Linked DNA regions of Triticum aestivum: region 2 is linked to region 1. A link is a contact called in public Hi-C data. All regions are on one chromosome and are shown on one strand. The core of a region is the stretch at or near the end of the contact, and the rest is flanking DNA. Distances in the headings are between cores, read along the strand shown.

Evidence for each region. Hi-C and Micro-C count contacts between places; a contact is called where the count stands out from the background.
Region 2: a Hi-C map of leaf shows a contact between it and region 1, with 2.7 times the contacts expected there. The contact joins two enhancer-like sites. A contact is called at or near these places in 3 of 5 Hi-C or Micro-C datasets (all in leaf).

What each region holds. Positions count from the first base shown.
Region 1 is chr3D:538,307,784-538,312,897 of IWGSC CS RefSeq v2.1, forward strand. No RefSeq gene overlaps it. Among protein-coding and RNA genes, the nearest start is that of LOC123080312, 85 kb to the right of the region's middle. Within about 2 kb of position 2,493, at least 6 of the 8 cell types and tissues checked have an H3K27ac peak or open chromatin away from gene starts, as enhancers often do. A contact at or near this core is called in leaf, where this site is marked.
Region 2 is chr3D:538,453,606-538,458,469 of IWGSC CS RefSeq v2.1, forward strand. No RefSeq gene overlaps it. Among protein-coding and RNA genes, the nearest start is that of LOC123080312, 61 kb to the left of the region's middle. Within about 2 kb of position 3,391, at least 4 of the 8 cell types and tissues checked have an H3K27ac peak or open chromatin away from gene starts, as enhancers often do. A contact at or near this core is called in leaf, where this site is marked.

The DNA of each region.
Region 1 (5,114 bases), core at 1,243-3,742:
AAAAGAGCCAGAGAGGCAGCGGTATCCAAATCATGTGGTCTTTGTATATGTACATCACTGTGAATAGGAGTTTTCAACCCATCGATGAAGGTGGTAGTAAAAATTTCAGGAACTATGCTGGGACTGTGAGCTAACATCTGGTGGATCAAATCAAAGTATTAAAAGTTTCTATATACACTTGCACACTACAACCTGCCTGACATGGGGTAGGCATCAGATCGGTGCCTGGAACTGCAGCTTCCCAAAATTCTTCCCGTTCCATTTTATCTGCTTTATATTATACGGATGGCAACCACATTTTGGCCTGGCCTGTAAAATACATCGTCGTATAGTCCTTCGAAGAGGCTTGTGGCGTGTGACATAGCTGAATATACATGTCACAACATTTGTTCCACCTTTCCCGCAAAAAAAATAGAAAAAACATTTCTTCCACCATTTAGGTTTATCTGCACCGAAAATAGGAAATTCAGGCCCATCGAAACCAGTGCGTTATTATCACGCCGTTTCTCCCATCGCTTTTGCATCTGGGGCGTTTTTTTTTTCTTTTTGAAACGGATATCTGGGGCGTTAGAGTACCCATCCACGATTAGAAATAGTTATTTCTCGGTTAGAGTAGCAAAACCTTTATCCTTTGTTGTCGTCTGTTCCAAACTGTTCACGATGAGACTTGCAAAAAAAAAACTGTTCACGATGAGAATCCGCTCGTCGTGCACCCCACCCCATTTGGGTCCTTGATGGGCCGGTGGTCCAGCTCACAGAGCGCATACCCAGCCCGGGGCCACACGTGAGAACGAGGGTGGCCGAGCTGATGACTTGCGAGAGCAGCTCAAGCTTGATCCACACGTATGCACGTGCGACGACGACAACCAGACCGCAGACCGCGGGGCTCTCTCTCGCCACCACTGGTCGCAGCACTTCATTCAACCCCACTTGCCGTAGAGAAATGGAGAAGGACCCATCGAGATCCATGGTGGTGGTGATGGTGGTGGTGCGATGTACGCCGTGGCTTTTTCTCCGACGCGCCGCCGTTGTTGCCTTATCCCCACCGGTAGCTTTTTATTTTACCACGGTTGCTTGCTCCTTTATCCTCAATGGCCATTGTGTTCGTGTTGTGTGACGTTGGAATCGAATCTCGGCCATGTTTTTTCCTCGGCCGATCCTTTCGCCGCTCCCTCAAGCCTCCGTCTTTTCACCCGTCGTCCTCTTTTCACAAGCCTTTTCTTTATGCTGTGGTGAGAAAGGTAATAAGGATGTGAATGGAACGGTGGGCGTATGTGTATCGGGAATTCGGGAGACGACGCTTTCACCTCCTCCTCTTTTATTCCAAGACTTGGATTGGATTCCTTGTACTCCTCCCACTAGCATCTGCATGTCCCTTTTACCTGTCCCCCTCCGTCGTTCTTTCCCTCGGAAAATCTACCCCGTATCTTCCTCTAATGGAAGCGTGGCGTTAATTATCATTATAGTAGTATTATTCTTGCAGGAAGCGTGGCATTAACTACTCAAGATTCAGTGACGCTAAGCGTGTTGTCCTACTCCACTAACAAAACTTGCACATCACCTTGTGCTGGAATGGGATGCAATGCGCCCATGCCCATAATGTCATCATTTGCCACGGTACTGCGGGGAGAACAGCCGCACTTGACCATAATGATCACTGTCAAATGGAGTATAGTATTGCTACTACTACACTCGTTGCTACTGGCACTGTGTGTGCCGGCCGCCCTCTTTTGACCCGGTTCACGAAGAGGTCAGTGCTCGACTTACCCGCGACGCAAAGGCAGATTAACAAACTTGTCAAGGTGCGAACGCACGCACTTTGCTCGCTAATGGGAAAAGGTAAAGCTAACATTAATCACTAGTGGTAGCTAGTACCATCATCATCCTCCCCCTTGACGCTGGAGCAGTGGGGGAACGACCGGAAAAGCAGAGTTCTCGCGCGCGCCGCAGCTTCGCCCGGTGGTGGTGGCGTGGACTCCGGCGAAAGGTAAACGAGAAAGACGATGGATGGAGCACATGGCCGCGCCTTTTGGCGTCGCTAGGCCAGCTGCCCGTGCTCAGGCGCCTTCTTTTCCGACTGCGACTCCGTGGAGAGATTTCTTTTCTTGAGGTCGTGTCGTGTTCAGGGGAAGATTCACGGTGGCCGGTGATTCGGACGCAGCGTGTTGCGCCGCGCTCCGACGCATTTTCTTCAGGCTGTGGGTGAAGAACGGCGGGTAAATTCATTTATGATGGCGGGTGATCTGGACGCGACACACGCCGGCCTAGTACGTGCTGGCTGAGCTCCGACCTCGCACGGCCTCGCGGCCGCCGTGCGTGTCACGCTCCGGCCGGGGCACGGCGCACGAATTTAATCTCCGAGGTGACCAGCTTGGATCTCTGAAATCCTGGCGCTCCTTGGTCGTTTCCCAAGAGATACAGTAGAGTACGGGACTAGGTGAGCCGTATGTGCGTATGGGCGCGGCATACTAGCAGTGAATGCGGCAGCCAGTCGCGATCACCCACACCAGCACGGACAGAACGGAATACAGTACCGCGACGGACGATACAGTGGCTTGGGGCCCCGTACGGAGACATGATCCCCGGGAGACGGTACCGTCGAGTACGCGTCCATACCTCCAGCGCTTCACCCACTGCTCATACTGATTGACAAGCAAGCCAAGCCATGATCTGTGGATCGGTCAGATGCAGGGTACAGAGCCATGGCTCGCTTTCAAAGTTCAAAGTTCAAACTTCAAACACAGCAGCGCGCCATGCGCGGCCGGGCATCGTTGTCACGGCCCAGATCGCGCTCATCAATGCCCCCCGTCGGTCGTTCAACGCCATGGCCATGACGATCGTGCTGCACAGCAAATAAACTCCGCAATAATGCGCCGTGTCGGCCCCGGAGCCGGACCGGGCACGCACGCCGCAGCGTCTGCATCTGCATATGCATCCGGCTGACTCGGAGAAAACGATAGGGGCCGCGGCCTGGCTGCCGACACCTCCGGCCATGGCCACCGCACCGCATCGGATTCCCGATCGGGCTCGCCAAAAACCGTGGCGGAGGCCGGTCGATCGGCCCACATCATCCCACCCGCACTCGGCCGCGGGCTTTCCGCCGGCGGGAACCTGCAGCTGCAGCTGCAGCACAGGAATCGGGGGAGAAAGAGGAAAGGAAAAGGAGGGGTCGATCAAAAGGAGAGAAAGGCCCGGGGAGCATGAGCATGAGAATGAGCATAGCTTCTTTTCAGCTTTATTCCGGCGCACGCACTCATCTTCTTGGTGTTCCTTTTGCAAAACACTCACAGCTTTTTGTAAAGAATGTACTCCGCCATTCGCGAAAGAATCATGATCAAAGCTTAAACTCTGCCGCTGCGTGGAATGCAGAAAATTCCTCAAAGGTTTGGTATGATTTCTGCTTCCGGGGGAGAACCGGAACGTGAGAACGTCTCCAATGGTACCACCAACTGTTGCAACTTGTAGTGGCAACACACGTAGTACTACTTAATTACAGAGATATTCCACGGGGATCAGTATGATTTGTGCTTCCGGGGAGAAGCAGAACGTGAGAGCGTCTCGAATGGTGCCACCAACTGTTGCAGATTCTGGCGGCAACAGAAGCACTTAATTAGCTGATATAGATCGAAGCAGAGCCATAATCATCGGATCCACCACGCACGCACGGACTGGCGACCCTACTACACCCACGACCACGAGGGTACCACTACTCTTGGTCAAACGTCTGAACATGCCTTCAACCGTCTCCATTTCCTGCTCCGTACCTCACTCACTTTCCTTCGCTCTTTTCCTGAATAACTGGTGCCTCACCACTGCCGCCAATGTTCTAGAGATAACACCCGGCCGCCTTAGTGCAACTCCAAGCTCGGGTCATCAAATCTGTCTCAAATGTCATCTCTCCGAAGCGCTTGTGCCCCACTCAATATCAGTCATAGCCCACTGTCTTCGCTAACTATGGTTGGATGACTGGCGCCCCGCTTACTGTTTGAGGACATGTTGGAAAGTGTCCGCAAACATTTGGTATTGTCTGTTTGGTAATCCCTGTTGGAGTTGACATTACACCTCTTGCTTGGAGCATCGAAATTCAATAACACACTTCGCCATCAAATCAAAGAGTGGTTTGATGTACCCATACATCTACAAACTGGTACTCACCTACACTGATGTACCAAATCTTAGTATCAAACCAAGCGTACAAGCAGTTGTACTTGATCACAAATCTTGGACACAAGCTCGATATTATGGATGCAGGCATTTGAGTCCATGTCAGGAGAGATGCCCTCAAAATCCTCACTTATTATCACCTTCTTATGGAAAGGCCAGAACTTATGCGGTTTAAAGAGGGTTGTGGTTTTCCATCTCATTGCAAAACCCAAAACCTGCCCGAAATTTTTGGGGCCCAAAACTTTCGGAGTTCACAGTTTAGGGAAACGTATAAAAAACAAAAAAATCGTAATACGAACCAAATCCTAGGAACACTATGAAGATAAATATGAGATTAGATTAGATCGTTACCAACTAGAGTGCATCGGAAGGTGTGTTGGTGTAGATCAATTGGTGCATATTCCCACAGCTAGGATTAATCCTCCCAACCGTGAGAATTTCCCTCGAACGGAAGATCGAACACACGGCCGCTTTGTTTTATCCACGCGTAAAAATTCAACGATTTGACAGGGCTTTGTCGTCTAGAGCTAAGCGGTGTCGGAGTAGAAGAATGGAGGAGCAACAACCTCATAGCACGGAGGTATTTTGCGTGCGGTAGAGAGAGAAGGAGGGCGCAACCGCTCGCACAGAAAAGTTGTGTCCCAAGGGGTTGCCCCTCCCCTCTATTTCTATAGGCCAGGGAAGGTGGCCACTTGGAGAGGGGGGCTGCCCCCCAAGGGGTATGCCACCATCTAGGGTTGGTTTCCCCCTAATGGTTGCCCCTTCGTCCAACACTAGCCGCACCAAAGGGGGCCTGCCCCCAAGGACAAGGGGCACCCCAGTAATGGGCCAACTGGCCCATGTAGGGTTGCCCCACTTGGGCCATGCCAAGTGGCATCCCCATGGCACCCTCTGGAATTTTTCGGGAGGTTCTAGAAACTTCTAGATACTAGAACCTTCCTATTATTTCC
Region 2 (4,864 bases), core at 2,141-4,640, 150 kb after region 1:
TCATTTGATGAACGGGATCACATCATTAGGAGAATGATGTGATGGACAAGATCCATCCGTTAGCTTAGCATAATGATCGTTAAAATTTATTGCTATTGCTTTCTTCATGACTTATACATATTCCTTTGACTATGAGATTATGCAACTACCGGATACCGGAGGAATACCTTGTGTGCTATCAAACGTCACAACGTAACTGGGTGGTTATAAAGATGCTCTACAGGTATCTCCGAAGGTATTTGTTGGGTTGGCATAGATCGAGATTAGGATTTGTCACTCCGAGTATCGGAGAGGTATCTCTGGGCCCTCTCGGTAATGCACATCACGATAAGCCTTGCAAGCAATGTGACTAATGAGTTAGTTGCAGGATGATGCATTACAGAACGAGTAAAGAGACTTGCCGGTAATGAGATTGAACTAGGTATGAGGATACCAACGATCGAATCTCGGGCAAGTAACATACCGATGAAAAAGGGAATAACGTATGTTGTCATTGCGGTTTGATCGATAATGATCTTCGTAGAATATGTAGGAACCAATATGAGCATCCAGGTTCTGTTGTTGGTTATTGATCGGAGATGTGTCTCGGTCATGTCTACATAGTTCTCGAACCCGTAGCTTCCGCACGCTTAACGTTCAATGATGATTTGTATTATGAGTTATGTGTTTTGGTGACCGAAATTTTTTCGGAGTCCCGGGTGAGATCACGGACATGGCGAGGAGTCTCGAAATGGTCCAGAGGTAAAGATTGATATATTAGACGATGATATTCGGACACCGGAATGGTTCCAGATCGTTTCTGGTATTTTTCAGAGTACCCAGGGGTTACCGGAACCCCCCGGGGAAGTATTGGGCCTACATGGGCCATAGAGAAGAGAGAGGGGAGCCCGCAAGAGGTGGCCCCCCCCCCCTCCAAGGGAGTCCGAATTGGACAAGGAGGAGGGGGCGCGGCCCCCTTTCCCTCTCCCTCTCCCTCTCCTTCCCCTTTCCCCTCCGAAAGAAAGGAAAGGGGGGGGGGGCGACTAGGATTGGGAGTCCTAGTCGGTTTCCCCCCTATGGCGCGCCCCTTGTGGCCGGCCTCCTCCCCTCCTCCTTTATATACGTGGGCAGGGGGCACGCCATAGCACATCAATTGTTCTCTTAGCTGTGTGCGGTGCCCCCCTCTACAGTTTACTCCTCCGGTCATAGCGTCGTAGTGCTTAGGCGAAACCCTGCGCGGATCACATCACCATCACCGTCCCCACGCCGTCGTGCTGACGAAACTCTCCCTCAACCCTCTGCTGGATCAAGAGTTCGAGGGACGACATCGAGCTGAACGTGTGCTGAACTCGGAGGTGCCGTACGTTCGGTACTTGATCGGTTGGATCGCGAAGACGTTCGACTACATCAACCGCGTTAAACTAACGCTTCCGCTTTCGGTCTACGAGGGTACGTGGACACACTCTCCCCCTCTCGTTGCTATGCATCTCCTAGATAGACCTTGCGTGATCGTAGGAATTTTTTTGAAATTGCATGCTACGTTCCCCAACACTAATGTATTGATGTATTGATCAATTATGAAATATTTCGGTTCAATTGCTAGTTCATTCTATAATATGTGTGTTATTTCTATTTTTGTGCTATATATTGATTCTTATAAAATAATGTTATCGCTATGTCAAAAAATATCATGTTGATCATGGTATATAGTTGGATAATTATTTAACTATGTTTTATTAGTGCTCTAAATTAGTATGTAATGTTGTAATTATTATCATTAAACACCATGCAACTAATCCTCAGCTCATAGGGGTATTTTCAGACATTTATCTCCACAGCCACAACTCATACAACTGGTTTGCCAAATGGCCTACAGCTTTGTGACATTCTTTTTTCACTACAGATTTTCCACAACTGCTTTTAGAAATCCATAGCCGAACCAAACACCACCTAATGGAGCAGTGGGGCAGTACATTTTACCAAGGAAGCCATTAAGAAACATAGCAAGCACAACCAAACCCTCGAATTTTACAAGGAGGGCCCCAAACTAAAAATGAAAACGTGATCGGGTCATTTTTCCGCTTCCCCTTGGATCCAATGTTGCTGCCGCCGGAGACGAACCACTTGGGGCGTTGAAGTCACCATGCTTGCATGACCTGCCCACCGTGGCTTCCGGGGGGAAGCTGAATGTGCCTCCCATTTGGCACGCGAGCTAGGAGAAAAAGGGTGACCGACCTTCGGCTAGCAGAGGTAAAGGGAAGAAGAGACTGGCAACGCAGGACCACTAGCACCGCTCTTCTTTCATTTTTCCTTGTGTATCCGGTCCATGTTGGAGGTGAGAGTGAGTGGCAATGACAATAAAGGAAGAACACTGCAAGGGTTTCAGTTTGAAGAGTTTACTTTAAGAAAAAAAGTGAGATGTAATGACCAAAACCATGACCAAGAAGACTGTTTTCTTTCTATCAAAACTTCTTTCGCCTTATTTCCGCGACCCATAAAAGCCACATGCTATTGCAATGGGAAAGGCACAACGGGCAAGCAGTGACATGCGAAGTTGAAATTTTTATGAAGCGGCCACAACATTAGAGTACTATCTAATTAATTCCAGAAGTACTATCTAGGTTGTAAGATATCCATATCCTTTCTGATTGAGTAGACATCCGATCTGTATCCGTATTCGAGTAACTTATGTTCCACATTCATACTTGATGACTTCGTTATTTGCAGTTGCTTTTGAATTATGAAATGAAAGTGGAAAAGACACATATTCTAAAAAAAGTGGAAAAGATACATACTCTTAGGAAAAAAAGGTGGAAAAGACACTATCTAAACCAACAACATCGAGAACTGCATAGAATCACCAGTCCTTGTGTGGTTCAAGTTGAAGGTATGAGGGAGCAAGGGAGAGCGGAAGATAGGTTCATGGACACGAGAGTGGGATCTCCGTGTAATGAGCAAAAAGATGGCCGGGAAAACCACTCATTTCCCTTTTCTTTCTACGTAAACTTCTTTCGCCTTATCTCCACAACACCGAAAAGCCACAGCGCGACAGCAATACACATGCCAGGTAGCCGCCGTCGACCGGTCAGCAAGAGACATGGCCGCATCCACATCACACATCAAAGCAGGAGACGAGGCGACCATAATATCGGCGTTCGCCCCAAGTGGACAAGAGCAGGGATCCGCACGCAGCCATCATCCCCCGGCCCCCAAAGAATGCACACGATATTTCCGACGACAACCAGAGGAGCGACGAAGCCAGCGGTGCGCCACGAGAAGGAGAGGCCGCGGTGGGCGGACGTGGAGAAGCGGCGGTGACACGAGCCAGCGCCACCCATCCCCATCGTGTGGATAGCCGGATACGGGGCGCCGCTGGCCGAGGAGGAGTTCGATCGATCGGGCGAGCCGACGCAAGTGGGCGCGCGGGGACCGTGGGCTTCGGCCAACCCGTGCCCCGTCGCCGGATTGCGCGACGGGCAGAGGATAAGCCGAGCTGCGTCCGGCGCGCGCTACGTGCCACGGCGCCACCGCTCCGGCCAAAACCCAATCTAGCAATCGGCAGGGGAATCTGGAGGACCCGATCTGGACGGACGACGGGATCTATCTCATCTCCTAGCGAGCGCGTCCACGTCCACACGTACGTAGTCCGCCAACATCTGCTGCTGCTGGATCGATCTCGCGAGCGTGCGTGCGTGCGTGGGTCGGGATCAACCTCCACCCGTCGTCCCTCATCCCCCGGATCCGCCTCCAGCAGAATTGGCTGCCGGCCTGCTGCTGATCGAGATATCCTCGACTGGTAGTATGCGTACGTATCCTATCGTCGAGACCTACATGGTGCAGTACTCTACGACGTCCAGCGTGGTGCGCTTTTGCCCGGATATTTTGCCGTCCTAGCTGGCATGCATGCGTGGCCTTCTCCATCTCTTGCACCAATCAGCAGACACATGAACCTGCATGTGCAATGAGTTGGCGGCGAATTGAGCTGAGCAATGGGATGGGATGGTTCATGCGTTGCACTTGCACCGCACATCATATACGTGCACACTGGCCGCCTCCTTTGCGTCCATAGCGTAGCTTGGTGTAGGTAGTGGAGCGTGTGTCACGCGTGTGTCGTCCACTGATCAAAGAGGTCTCTGCTGTAGTGCACGTAATCGACTGACCCAATAGCTACTGTGGTAGCCCTCCGGGGAGCCCCTTCCTTCTCCTTCCTCCCCTCCAGCCTTCCTCCGGCGAATTTCTTTGGGAATCTCAAAATCGACTGACCCAATAGCTAAAGTCAGTCGTTTGACGTTTAGCTAATGTGGCTTCTTTTCTTTCAAACTAGCATCAGGCCTGTTCCATTAGAACCAATAACGGAACACCAGATGAACTTTATTAGGATCGAGCCTCCATTATTAGGAACTGAGCTTAATTAAGACCATACCTATTTTTTTCTTTCCAAAATGGCTTAGGAGTACCTCACTCAAGTTTGGAACATGTAATTAACCTGAAAGCAACCTTTATTCCTCTAGAAAACCTGAAAGCACTATTTGGTGGCATGCACTGCCAGTATATATACCACCAAAAGGTAAAACTCACAGTACAGCTTCCCAAACTGTAGCACCATCAAATCTTTGCTGTTTCTAAGACAAAACACTATGCTTAATTATGTCGTGGAAAATTCCACAGCCACAAAATCTCCCAAATGTTATCAGCTTATCATGAAGTAAGAGTATTTGGCCCACATAATCCTCAGTGTTATCCAGTCTTCGGTTAAGCTACCTCCAACGTGTGGTGTTCAGAGCATCTCTAGCAGACCCCGCAAAATTCCGACCCGCATAAGGCTTGCAGTTCGCGGAATAGGGCATATGCGGGCCGGCGCGGGCGAGGTCAGACCCAGACCCCT